Linked DNA regions of Mus musculus: region 1 is linked to region 2. A link is a contact called in public Hi-C data. All regions are on one chromosome and are shown on one strand. Each heading gives the region's core, a stretch centred on a gene start, on an enhancer-like site or on the middle of the called end of the contact. The rest is flanking DNA. Distances are from core to core; before and after follow the strand shown.

Evidence for each region. A called contact is a pair of places that touch in the nucleus more often than the background predicts.
Region 1: a contact with region 2 is called in a Hi-C map of Th1 cells, with 6 times the contacts expected there. The contact joins two enhancer-like sites. A contact is called at or near these places in 1 of 484 Hi-C or Micro-C datasets (Th1 cells) and 1 of 115 datasets of contacts at active chromatin or transcription factors (memory CD8 T cells).

The regions. Positions count from the first base shown.
Region 1 is chr3:105,891,546-105,898,412 of GRCm38.p6, forward strand. All of the region lies in intron 1 of Tmigd3 (transmembrane and immunoglobulin domain containing 3), which reads left to right. Among named protein-coding and RNA genes, the nearest start is that of Adora3, 9.4 kb to the right of the region's middle. Within about 2 kb of position 3,951, at least 231 of the 459 cell types and tissues checked have an H3K27ac peak or open chromatin away from gene starts, as enhancers often do. A contact at or near this core is called in Th1 cells and memory CD8 T cells, where this site is marked.
Region 2 is chr3:105,625,826-105,632,836 of GRCm38.p6, forward strand. All of the region lies in intron 2 of Kcnd3 (potassium voltage-gated channel, Shal-related family, member 3), which reads left to right. Among named protein-coding and RNA genes, the nearest start is that of Ddx20, 58 kb to the right of the region's middle. Within about 2 kb of position 2,141, at least 18 of the 459 cell types and tissues checked have an H3K27ac peak or open chromatin away from gene starts, as enhancers often do. A contact at or near this core is called in Th1 cells and memory CD8 T cells, where this site is marked.

The sequences.
Region 1 (6,867 bases), core at 2,701-5,200, 270 kb after region 2:
TCAGAGCATAGTTCAAATTCAAACCATTATCAAAAGTGCCCTGCACTGTCCACAGTAGGACAGCATCTGGGTGACTCTCCCAGCTGCTTGCCCACCATCCTTCCACCTCTGGTTCTCACACGTTCCAGCTCTTCTTCTTGAGGCACAAAAATAATGGGGCTGGAAGCTGTCTCAGGATGTTTGGGTCCCACATATACAGAAACTGAGCAGAAAAAAAAAAAAAAAAACAAAACAGGCTATAAGACCTCAAGTGTCAACATGGCCCATGTGTTCTGTGAAAGGTCCTGCTCTGCCCTGGCCAGAAAGAAAAAAAAAAAAAAGAAAGAAAAAAGAAAAAGCACTAAAAGTTCACTAACCTGGTTGTTTAAATATAGGAAAGGAAACAGATGCTGGCTGGCGGAAGTGGGTTGGGGGGTGGTGCTTGAAGCCTAACCTCTGCTGATTTGCTGTGGGACCTTTCTGTTGTTACCCTGGGCTATATCTCCCTCAGAGCTCCTCCTCATGATAGACAAGAGAGGGTTATTTTTAAGCTGATCTTTGTGACTTCCTTTTGGCTTGTGTCCTCTGCTTCCTTGGTAGTCCTATTCTGGCACAGCCTGTCAGGCTGTGGGAGGTGAGAGCTGTTTTTGTATGGGCAAATGGCAAAGGCTGAGTGGGGAGCCCAATGGTGCCGACTCGGTCAGGCTGAACGCAATCCCTCCACCCCCCAATGGACTCGTGACAGGACAGTGTGGAGGAGTCCCAGCTTCAGGCCTAAGGCTTAGTCTCAGAGTGTGTAGGTAGCACACAGCATCCACTTCGGAATCCTCTGACCGGATCCGTAGTATCCAGATAAATACAGGGGTGCTACTGTGTCCTCAAATGGTCTGTCCTCCGAAGAGCTCCCCTTTCTGGAACCAGGCTGGGCTGCCCTCTGTGGTCTCCGAGGTCTCTCTGAGTTCCTGGGGAGGATAGGATGTCTGGCTAGGTGCACTTCTAGCATCCTCAGACTGTGTGCTGATGAATCAGCAACCTGTCCCAGTCAGTCTCTTCACCGTACATATCAAAGGAGGCGAGTGGAGATCTCGGTAGCTCCTGGGGGTGGGGGACGGCCTCAACCGAGTTCCTGTTGATCCCTCTCACTTCCTCTTGTCTTCAGTATATGGTGGAGGCCCTGAAGTGCAGCTGGTGCCCAATGGCTGCCTGCGATAATGCATGTCTGTGGTTTCTCGTTCAACCTCTGGTTACCTCCCGGAAGGGCCCTCCTTAGTCTTCTCAGGAGATTGCTATGGTCCCCAGCTCTAATCAGGGATCACACAGAGCCACACCCTCTTCTGATTTCAAAGATCTCTCTCTCTCTCTCTCTCTCTCTCTCTCTCTCTCTCTCATATCATACATGCAGGCTGAAGCCTGGGAGGGAATAGTTTAGAAATTAGTACTTCCTTGCCAAGACCCAAGAGAACACAGATCAGGTCTCACAGAAGGTAGAAGTCTTGGTTGAGTAGCCCTTGTGTAGTCAGGCAAAATAAGCTAGTCTGTGTCTTTCCACAGTAACTCCCATGTGACGCTTAGAAAATTCTTTCCACTTCAGAGTCCATGTCAAGAAATAGTTGGGTTTTTGAGATTTCCCCCTGCAGACGAAGAGCTGGCTCTGCACGACCTTTCTGTTGGGCCCAAGCTTCTGACGCTCAACCTCAGCTACTGCAGAAGTGAGGAAAATCCAGCTCTCAAAGCAGCAGCTGGATTGTTGATCTGCTCCAGGCCTTGTGTCACCTGACTCCAGCAGCTGCTATCCAAGCCTCTGGCGAGCTACTTAGCCTTTACGGAAGGTGATGTGGTGTTGTGTGTGCGTGACCATGCATCCCTCCTACCTGCGCCCTCCCTTACTTGCCGTGGGTAGGGCAGTCATCGCACCTGCTTCCTCTTTGGGTCTGTGAAATGAGAGCCACTTCGGCTTTGCCACATCTAACATCTAAATGGTATTTAGGAGAACAACAGCATAGCTCCTTGACTTGGTTAGGGCCAGGCAAGGAGTTCTGTAAGTGGAAGGTGAGGAGGGTCGTGAAGTAACCCTTTAAAAATGTTTATTAATCCTTTGAGGATCACACACACTTACACTCACATACACATACTCACATAGTCACATACCCTCACAGACACATACTCACACAGAGAAACTCATATACTCATACAGTCACATACATTCACACACACCCTTACACACAACATATTTGATCATGTTCACTCCCTACTCCTCCCCTAACTCCTCCCAAGAATACGCCCACCCCCAACCCCTCCTAACTTCATGTCCTTTAAAAAATTATTTTTATAACCCGTTCTCGATGTCCATATATTAGTGGGTGTGGATCCACCCACAGTAGTGTGATTGACCTTCCAGGGGCCATGCCCTTAAAGAAAACTGACTTTCCCTCTCCCAGAAGGACACGCCCCCTGCTTGGACTTAGGTTTCTGGAGCAACCTTCCCTTAGGCTGACCTTCCGGCAGTTCCTTGGAGCCCCACCCAGCCAGCAGCTGCCCTCGCCTCCTGCAGATGTTTCCAGTTTGCAGATTGCTTGGGGTTCTCTTTGGTCATTCGTTCCATTTGCTCAGAAACAACAGCCAGCATTCTTGTCGGGAAGTGAGAGAGTGCCAACCTCAGGATGACACAAAAGGCCCCAGTCATGGGAACTAGATAGAGATGGGGTGGGGGCTGGAAAGGACCAGAGACTGGACCATCTGCAGTGACCTAGACTTCTGCTGGCCTCTGCTGCAGCCGGGGCCACCAAAACAACATCTATCTGGCTTCCATCTGGCAGGGCCCAGAGTGGGTCAGTTGAGTCATCCTGGAGGGTTCAGGTCAGAAAGAGCCATTCTCCTGGAGGCCCGGGAATGACTGGAGAGTCATTCTGGTTCCTTGGCCCTTCACAGTCAGGATCTATTCCAAGGTTAATGAAAGGTTAGAAAGTGTTTGGTATTCAGGATCAAGTGCAGACACAAATGAATAGGCTGCGCATTAAATCGTAAATTGTGTGCCGTGCGTTTCATGTCTGTCAAGCAGCTGTTTTGGCAGGAGGTGACCATAATATTCATCAACCTTCACACCCTGCCCAGAAGGTGGCCTTTTTATAGCCTTGAAAAGTGCCAAGTGCTCTGCCACGCCCTCCAGAATGAGTGACAGGTAAGACACAGAAACTGTGGTTATGGTTCTGAATAGGGCGGGCTCTTGAGATAGCCAGGCTTCACCTGCAGCAACGGAGAGGCCCCTGTGGCTGCGGGTGCTCCATCCTGCCTGTCTAGGAACTGCCTGCAGTCAGACCCCCCAGGCTGGCCTCTGCCTGGGCTCACGAAGGGGGGCGGTCTCATAGCTGAACCCTGGCACAAGCTTCTTCATGCGGTCAAGCCACTCACTTCCTGGCAAGTAGAGAAGATAGGAGAAGACGTCATCGCCGTCCTGCCATCGCCTTCGGGTGAGTCCAGTTTCTGAAGCTCAGAAAACCAACAGAGGATTTGGAGCAAAAAGCTTCTTCAACAAAAGACGAGAGAAAGGTGCCAAGGAAAGCCACATCTAGACCATTCCAACCTCAGGGGCACAGCCAGCCTGCAGTTCACGGTTCACAGAGGGTCTGTGGGTATAGAGACGCTTCCTGTTGGTTCAGTAACCAGCAAGCACCTCATGAGGAGTCACTGGCCCGGTGCCCATGAGGCCCACAGGAAGAGCATGGGTGCAGGACTCTAAGAGTGGTCCAGACCCTGCCCCAGATGTTGGGTGTTTTTTACTTCTTTCAGGTCCCAAAGAATAATCTTCCTCCTTCACCAAAGAGGAATTAAAGACATGGGAGATTGGGCAATGTGGCCAAGGTTATCCGCTTAGAAACAAAGCTCACAAAGCAAGAAGGACGTGGCATGTTCAACGTCTGAGTCACTCGCTGGCAGCCAGCCCATTTTGATTTCTTCCCCGGGGCTGGGCCTCAGGGCATAAATGCAGTGGGACAGGCCTGACACCTGGAGGCAGAAGCCCTGTGTGTACATGGAGTGGGACAGGAGGTGGTTCGATGCGGGAATCTCACCGAGGCAGAGAACTCTGGCACAGGTTTGAGTGCTGAAGGTCTGGAAGGTAACTTCCAGTAAGAGGTGATATGACTGGCTGGCACATCAACCTGGATGGACAGGGCAGGGAGACTGGCCATGACACATACATGCAGTGGATCACTGTCTGGTTGGGTGGTCCTAGGGTGTTCATCTGTGGGCTCAGCGAGGTGGGCACCAGAATAAACAAGGAGCTAAATGTTCTGGCTAGCCGGTTTTGACCTCAAACCAGTCACTTTGGGCACCAGTTTCCTCTCATGTTCAATTCCACTTCTAGCACACTTGTGCTCTAAAATCTCACTGTGAATGTTGATTTGGGACAAGAAAAGTGATGAGTGTAACACCAGGAACAGTTCTAAGCCCTACAGAAAAAGCAAGAAGAACAGGGCCAAGAACAAATGACAGAGCTCTGATCATGGAACACAGAAAACAGGGTGCCCATGGCATCAGATTAGACAAATCACACTGAAGAGAGAATGGACGTGTGGTGGTAAACAAGCATAGAGAAGCCACAAACTGTCTTGTAAGGCATTCTCTCTAAGGGCCTCTTAACCAGACTGAGTAACATAACCCCAAAAGACTGCAGGGAAAAGATGCAACAAAGAAACAAAAAATGGACCCTCTCGTTCCTCTCAGCTTCTGCCCAACACAGTGACATGGTTAGCACCCTCTTGGGCTGGGGTGGGATGTGTGTGGGGGTAGGGTGGGGACAGACCTGGGAATAATATATGCATTCAGCTCCAACATAAAACAGGTCTCCCATGTTGCCAGGTGTTATAAGAGGCTCCTGGAGGTCCAAAGTTGAATAGGAAGTGGGAGAAACAATTTAACTCCAAAGTAGCATAAAAGTGCTCAAAGAGAGGATAGCATAAGCTGAAATGGAATCCATAGTGAGGGAGGGGCCACTGGCTGCCCACCAGCGCCTTTGATCCTTCTTGGGAGTTGATTGTACATACAATGGTAAGTGGGTTCTGCCTGTGCCGTGGGTGGCACCATCCCGGATACTTCTGGGCATCAGTGCCCCAAGCTCTGTTATTGAGTCCTCTCCAAGATACTCAATTAAAATGACAGCTTTGCCATGTTTTGTTTCTTGTTTCTAGAGACAGGGTCTCACTTTGTAACCTTGGCAGTCTGCTCTGGCTTTGAATTCACAGAGATCAAGCTGCCTCAGCCTCCCAACTTCTGGGATTCCAAGCATGCATCTGGCTGGGTATTTTATTTTTAGAATTACACAAATCCCTATGGGTGAATGGGAAGCAACACCAAAGTTCCTTCTATGTGCTCGTTATTTGTGACTTGCAGTCTTCCCAAAAGCATGTGCTCATAATAAAAGAACAGAGCATGACAACTAAGATACCAGGAGCCAGGGCTGGAGATTTGACTCAGTGGTTAAGAGCATTTGCCACGGACTGGAGAGATGGCTCAGCGGCTAAGAGCACTGACTCCTCTACCAGAGGTCCTCAGTTCTATTCCCAGCAACCACATGGTGGCTCACAACCATCTATAATGGGATCCAGTGCCCTCTTCTGGTGTGTCTGAAGACAAAAACACAGTGTACTTACATATAATAATAAATAAATCTTTAAAACAAACAAACAAACAAGAGCAATGGCAACTTGTGATGGTTTGAATAAAAATGGCTCCCTTAGGTTCATAGGGGAGTTGCAGTATTAGGAGGTGTGGCCTTGTTGGAGGAACTGTCACTGTCTCAGAAGCTCAAGCCAGGTTTAGTGGCTTATGGTCTCTTCCTGCTGCCTGCTGATCTAGATGTAGAATTCTCAGTTACTGTTCCAGCACTATGTCTGTCTACGTGCCACCATGCTTCCTACCATGATGATAATGGATAAAACCTCTGAACTGTAAGCCTGCTCAGTAAAATGTTTTCCTTATAAGAGTTGCTTATAAGGCTGGTAAGATGGCTCAGAGGGTAAGAGCACTGACTGCTCTTCCGAAGGTCCTGAGTTCAAATCCCAACAACCACACGGTGGCTCACAGCTATCTGTAATGGGATCCGATGCCCTCTTCTGGTGTGTCTGAAGACAGCTACTGTGTACTTATGTATAATAATAAATCTTTGGGCTGGAGCAAGCAGGGACTGAGTGACCAAAGTTGACTGGAGCGAGCAGAGGTCCTAAAAAGTTCAATTCCCAACAACCACATGAAGGCTCACAACCATCTGTAAAGCTACAGTGTACTCACAAATATAAAATAAATAAATACATTTAAAAAAACAAAAAAGAGTTACCGTGGTCATGGTGTCTCTTCACAGCAATAGAAACGCTGAGACACTACTCTCTGAGAGGACCTGATGTCAGTTACCAGCACTCACACCAGGTGGTTCTGAGTGCCTTGTAACTCCAGCTGCATGCAAGTGATGATGACTTCTGGTCTCTATGCCACCTTCACACAAGTGTGTGCACACACATAAAAATAAAAAAATAATTTAAAAAAGGATACTAGAAGCCTGAAGTTGAGACAATGCGTGCAGCTTTTCTAGAAAAGTCTTTTTTTTGCTGAGACAAGCCTGGCTTGTGCTGACCCACTCTGAGCTCCTGGCTGCCCAGGAACAACCTACGCCACCAAGCTAATGAACAGAGCAGGAGAGGTATTAGAAGAGCAACATCCTTCCTAGAACCTCCTCGGGGAAATAGGTCTCTTAAACCTTCAGTATAAGCAATAACAATGTAGTATCTTTAACCGTGATGAAATGCTGAGACAGACTCTGTATAACAATAGCTTTAATGAAAAGCCGAGGGAAATAAAGTTATTGGGGGAACCCTTCAGCGGGAAGTAAAGTAATGT
Region 2 (7,011 bases), core at 891-3,390:
CCAACTTTTCACACTGAGGTTACTTTTATTAGACGTGGGAGGGAGATGTTCTTTCATTGAAAAAAATACTAAGGGGAAAGGATTAAAAATAAAAAAACAACAATTGGGTGTTAATCATAGAGTGGTCACCCACATTCAGCCACTATCAATATTACTGGGTTCTTTTTCTTGGTCATTTTCCTCTGTGTAACTTAATTAGCTCCTTCCCTCCCTACTGTAAGTCATTTGGGTCAAGACCAAGTTTGTGCTACAATGAGCAAGACTGTGTTGAACACTTCCATGCCTTTCCTTCTGAATGACACTTGGGTAAAATTATTGGGCCACTCTAGTCTTGGGCAATTTCAGACCTCTTAATGGATACTGCCAAGTGCCTTTCGGAAGTGCTATGCCAACTGGCACTGAGAATGTCCGTCTCATGCCTCTTACCAGAACTACTGATATTTTCTCTCTCTGTCTCTCTCTCTGTCTCTCTCTCTCTACCTCCCTCCCTCCCTCCTTCCCTCTCCCTCCCTCTCTCTCTCCTTCCCTCCTTCCCTCTCTCTTTCCCTCCCTCCCCTTCCCTCCCTCCTTCCATTCCTCTCTCTCCCCTCCCTCTCTCTCCCCCTCCCTCTCTCCCTCCCTCCATCCCTCTCTCTCTCCCTCTCTCTCCCCTCTTTCATGCTGATTTTAGGTAATTTAATAGGCTGAAATCATAGTTGCTACTTTTTTAGCACATAGGAAGGTGAGATATGTTTCTGTGTGTTTATTGATTACTTGAAATGTTCACAGCATTCAGCAGTTAGAGGGAAACCCTTGACTTGCTTGTGAATGTGTGTACATGTAAAGTGCTTGGTTTGTGTGCACTCAACTGTGCTGACACTTGTCACAGATTCCAGCTAGGGAGCGGGATGCTCAGCTGCTACTATTCACACTGTGAGGATTCCACAGCTACCCTTTACCCTTCCCTCAAATGATCCTCCAGAGTCCCTAGTAGCTGCTGGTAGGAGAAGTGACACAAAAGAAGGGGGAAAAGTTTGTGGGGAGACACTGAGGACAAGCCAGAAGCTCCTTCCAAACTTTTGTTCTTGCCCCCTCTAAGAAGTGGACTATTGTGTGTTGGAAGCCAGAGCTAGGCAGTGAAGCAGTCAACACAGTTGTTAATTCAAGGCTATCGGAACCGGAGGAAGTAGGACTCAGGGCAGAGACAGGCTTCACTGAATACAGCAATGATAATGGAGAATTTATAGCCTGGGGAAGGGGGCATTGGTAGATGAAAACTCATGAAGATCAAGCATCAGGAACAGGAACAGGGTGGAGTCTGGCTAAGCCAAGTTAACAGGATTCTTGCTGGGATAGGCCAGGGTGATCTGGAGGATGAGGAACGAGTTGGATGCTGAGGATGCTCAAATACTGACTTACTAGGATTTTCTAGTAGAACTGAGCCATGCAGAGACAGACACAGATGCACAGAAATGGAGGCCAAGCCCTGAAGGTGAGTCAAAGGAGCCTCACTGGTAGGGTTTGAATATGAACTATCCCCTACAGTTGCATGTGTCAGAGAACTTGTCTCCTCCTAGTGGCGCTGTCTTAGAAGGTTGTAGAACCTCTACATGTGGATGTGTGCTGGGGGAAGTGACTCACTAAGGGTCAGATGTCGAGGTTTCTCTTGGTCTGATTTCCTCTCCTGTCTCTGCTTCCTGTTCCCTTGAAATATTAGGTAGCGAGTCCCAGCCGTATGCTTCTGTCGCTGCCATCTGCCATCGTAAGGGACTGTTCCCCTGTAATGGACTATTGTTCTCTCAAACAGGAGCCAAATAAATCTTCCTCCCTTTAAATTGTTTCCTTCAGGTATCCGGTAACGGCAGTGAGAAGAGTCACCAGTACAATGAGTCAAGTTCAGTCAAGAGCTTGTCATGTGGAGGGAAGTGACTGGGTACAAGAGAAAGAAAGAAGGAAGGGGTGGAGGGGAGGGAAGAGGGAACATGAACGGGAACTTCCAAGGAAGCAAGTGGACCTGTCCCAGCCACAGTGCTGGAGGTGACACACCGAGGTGACACACAGAGGGGGAAGGCTCAGTGTTTCCAGGTATCCACTGACACAACCCCACCTTCAAAGGTTGTGGTCCAGGCTCTGCCTCACTCCTCCTTTGACCTTTCTGCCTCATTTACCACATTGAGCGAATTAGCTGTTTCTCCCCAGTGTTAAACTGATGAGATGTCTCCTGCCTGTACTTTGGGTTCTAGTTACAAAGCTATCCGGGTGTAAATATTGTCAGGCATAACGATATAGCTTGATAAAGATATTCATTCTCAGGGCTTCCGTCATATGGCCGAACAGACACATCCTGACGACTCAGGCAAGAAAGATAAACAAGTGTCTGTCTTGAATAGCAAAGCTAAAGGCTGTGGAAATGTGTCTGTCCATCCAGAAATCTGGTCACTGTCCTGGCTGTAGAGCTTGTCTCCACTCCTACCAGGAGGACATTGGAAGAAACACAAACCATAATATTAGCATCACTTCTCTGGCGGAAACTTCAGGCTCATAAGTAAAGCAGATCTTTATCCAGCAATTGGGGTTTCTGTGGTAATGAAGTCTCTGCTTTGAGCATTTGTTAAAACCTGATTCATCTGAGTGATAAGAAAATGTGAGGATGACAGAGGCGCCTCAATTACTCGTCTCCCTGCTAATCCTTGGTACAGTGTGTGTTTAGCAAGAGCCTGCTGTTCGCAGCTCTTCTGCTGCTGGGTCGTGTCCGCTCTGTTCTGCTCAGGTCTCGCTCATGTGCATCATACTGGATTCGCAGAGGATGCTTTTCTTTTTCTCTCTTCTTACCAGTGCATTGGACTGTGCAGTAGTCTAAGCAGCTGGAGTCTGATAAGGGTACCCGCCCCCAGTCGAAAATGTTTGCTTCAGATTCTTGCTAGGTTCTGGAAGTGACCTGGGGCTCCTCCTCTAAGTCCACTGTGACCCATTCCCAAAAGCCCCACCCCACTGTGCCCCTGTGAGTTCTTCACAAAATGACTGGATTCTCAGAAGCCTGCAGTTTCTTCAGTAAATAGGGCATTGTGTTAATCAGGGTTTCTATTCCTACACAAAACCTCATGACCAAGAAGCAAGTTGGGAAGGAAGGGGTTTATTCAGTTTACACTTCCACACTGCTGTTCATCACTAAAGGAAGTCAGGACTGGAATTCACACAGGGCAGGAACCTGGAGGCAGGAGCTGATGCAGAGGCCACGGAGGGGTGCTGCTTCCTGGATTGCTTGCTCAGCCTGCCTTTTTCTAGAACCTAGCCCAGGGATAGCACCACTCACAATGGGTCCTCCCCTCTTGATCAGTAATTAAGAAAATGCCTTACAGCTGGATCTCATGGAGGCATTTCCTCATAACTCCATCTTGTGTCAAGTTGACACACAAAACCAGCCAGTACAGGCATCAAGTCTGCATTCACTTTGGACCTGGACAGACTCCTCTGCCTCTACTGTGTTTTCCAGGTGACCCCATCAGACTTGTAGGCCTCCTCCTCCAGGTTCCACTGCAGTTTGTTGCTACCTTTATTATGAAGCTCCCCTGACCACATGGTGATGCATCTGTTTACATGGTGGGCTGTACTAAGCTCCAGGTCTCATTGCTTTTCATCCATTGGTGCCCTGTATCTAATATAATGCCTGGGATATCACAGATACAAATATCTTCCCATGTCTGACAACTTGTGGGCTGTGGACTACTCCAGTTCTCACCTTTTTCCCTGGAGACCTACCCTATGGTAAGTCGGTAACTGTTCTCTATTTGATAAATGGCAGGTGCTTTCAGCAAATCACATAAAAACTCAGAAAAAGCACTTGCATGTAATATGTTGGAGGATGGGGCCCCTCAACAAAGGGACATACTTGCATATGAAATACTTACCTAGCACGTGCCTGACCAAGAATGTATGTTCACTGAATGGATACCTTGCACAATTCAAGGCAACTGAATATCTGAGTGAGGCCCGCATAGCTGTTTACATGTTATTATGTTCAGTGCTAGCCTAACCCATCCATTACCTTTGACCCAGCTAGAGAGCCAGCATCTGATGGTCAGGCAGAGCTGTTGTACCTCATATAGGTAGGAGCAACATGGAGCCCATTGGCTCTGTTGTGGCTAAGCAACCCTAGGTTGACATGAGCCTCAGGCAGTTCTCGGCTGCAGACCGCTGCCTCTGATGATCTGGGTACTCTGGAATCCTTCCACATGAGCTGTGCTGTTCACAGGGTCAGAAGGCTCCAACCTAGAACACCAGACAGGCCCAGTCAAGGGAGGGACACAACTCAAGCCACGAACTGGTGCTCAGGTTCTTCGTTGCCACGGCTCCTTTCTGACTCTTCATGTATTTTTTAGGAATGCGTAATTTCCGAAAGGGAAATTAAATTAGATTGTGCATTAATTTAAGCCACTGGAGGCTGATAGGGATGCTTGCCCACCACTCCATCCGAACTCCTGGCTTTTGATCCTAGGTTCTAAGAATGACCCAGAGCTCTTGTAAGCCCAACCATGACCCTTTCCCCTCAGCTCCACTCCACTGTCCTGCTGTGAACTCTTCTCCACATAACAACTGGATTCCTAGTAGCCTGCAGTTTCTCTGCTCAAATAGAATATCCAGGCCTACATTCTCTCTAGACCCAGACAAGCTTCCCTGCCTCCACTGGCTCCCAATGGCAGCTTGGTTTTTTTTGTTTGTTTGTTTTGTTTTGTTTTGTTTTGTTTTTTGACAGGTTTTCTCTGTATAGTCCTGGGTGTCCTGGAACTCACTCTGTAGATCAGGCTGGCCTCGAACTCAGAAATTCGCCTCCCAAGTGCTGGGATTAAAGGCGTGCGCCACCACGCCCGGCAGCAGCTTGTATCTTAGCAGGGCGAGGGGCAGAAGATGCTGGGAAAGCATCCTTCTGGATGTCCCAAGAGCTGAGAAAGCAGTGCACAAAAATTGGAACTTTAGATGTGTGGGCAGCAGGGCCTCCGTGGGGTGCTGCATCCTCCATGCCGAGCAGCCAGGGCAAGAGCTTTGACTAAATGCTCTTGTGAAGTAGGACCTGGCTTGAGGCCTTTTACTACTGTTTATAAATGAGGTGACTGTGGAGTTCTAGTTTCCCCGTCTGTGAACTGGGATCCTAAGAGAACCTGCTTCACTAGGTTCTCATGTAGCTTAAAATCTCAAAGTCCTATTAGGAGAAGTACTTAGCATGAATCAACACTCACAAAATGTATGTGGCCCATTGATTGATGATTGATTGATTGATTGATTGATTGTTCAATACTTTGTGCAAAGGACTCTACCCAGCACTCATGTGTTCGTATTGCTCCATGTTTGGCATTGGTGGTGAGCACCAAGGGATACCCCCACACCATCATCTCTGTATTTCCCATAATCTCCCAGTGCATAGTATGGCATAGAGAGAGAGGCCACTCCATGAAGGGGAGCATCCTGCGTGGAGGATCCTCGGGGTGTGAGAGACAGCTCCACCAGCACTCCCAGCAGAAGCCAGTAAGTAATGTGTTAGCCCTGACTGCTACATGCTGAAGCTCTGAGAGAACTGTCCTGCTGCTGCTTGATTTGAGCCGGGTCTCACCCTGTGTAGCTCTACCCTGGAACTCAGCAGACAGTCTAATCCCCCTCCCCTTGCCTCCCGAGTGTTGGGATTGGAAGTGAGAGCCCCTCCCTGAACTCTCCCTGTTCTCACACTCTGCCACCACCTTGGAATCTTCAGAACTCTTCTGTGTGGTGCCCAGGAAGCAGGCAGGTGGGGCATAAGAAGAAGAAAGCCTGTGCCTGAGCTCTTGAGGTCTCAAGATCTCAAAGAAAAATGCTGATGTTACTCACCTAGTCCCAGTGAGTAACATTCCGCAGAGGAAGTTTAAAATAGAACGCTAGTCACACCTAATGGAAGCAATGGATGTTTAAACATTATTAAGCTTCAGCCTTACGCAGCCGAGTCTGGCTGTGGGTGCCGATGGGAGTGGCTGATCCTGAAAGAACATTTGAATCTGGGATTCAGTGAGTGGCATGCACTTAAGGACCCAAATATCCATACTCAAGCCTCGCATGAGGACTTCCCCCTCCCACCTTCCATTTCCCATCTGTTGATCAGTGCTCAGGGGTGGGAAGAATGGATACTCCAGATAACTTATGACAGGTATTGTCAGGATTTCCTAAGATGGAGTAAAAATATATCCACTTTCGTACTGATGTATTTTGTGGGCTTGTGTACACCTCTTAACCTTTTCTAGTCTATTGAAGCCTTACCATCATCAGCTGGGCAGTGCGCGCTGAACACCTAGGTCAGGACGAGGGACATGGCCCCTTTATAAGCATGATTAGTTGTTTTCCTGTAGATAGGTGATGCAGAAATCACCTGCCCTACTGAGCAGACAGAGAGTAGGGTACAGTCGGAGGTGTTCTGCTGAGACTCACATATTCCACATAGTGAAAGACAAGACCCTCTCATTTATACAGACCAAGCCCTGTATTGCCCCATTTATGGTCTCATACATATACAATCTGATATAAGGAAATATTGACCTTGGTGACAGAAAGATGTCACACCAGCTGGTTTATGTCAGCCTGCCTGAGGCCCTGCAGCTGGAGGGGGTGACAGGCAGAGGCCAGAGGGAACTTACATCCTGAGACCAATTATTTCAGCCCTTCCTTATTGGCTCGCTGCCTCTTACAGCTGCCACAGACCCTCTCAACAAGGCCACCAATTTGTTGGACCCCAGGGAGAGTTCCTGCTCTTTGCATGCACACACAGGCAAACAACCACAGAACCAACTGTGAAAAAAGATATGACCGCCAAGTTTTGCACTTATTTTAAGCTACAGAGTGGAGTGTTCCATTGCCTTTTCTGTTATTAAAGCCTTGGGCTGACAGCAAGAGCCCGCTCTTCAGGCTCTTAGGGGCTTGCCTGAATCCCTGTCCTTCACAGAGGTGTCTACAAGAAACACCAGATTTGCTTTCGCTCCAGGGCTAGACAGAAGCATTTTCCACCTCTCTGGGCTC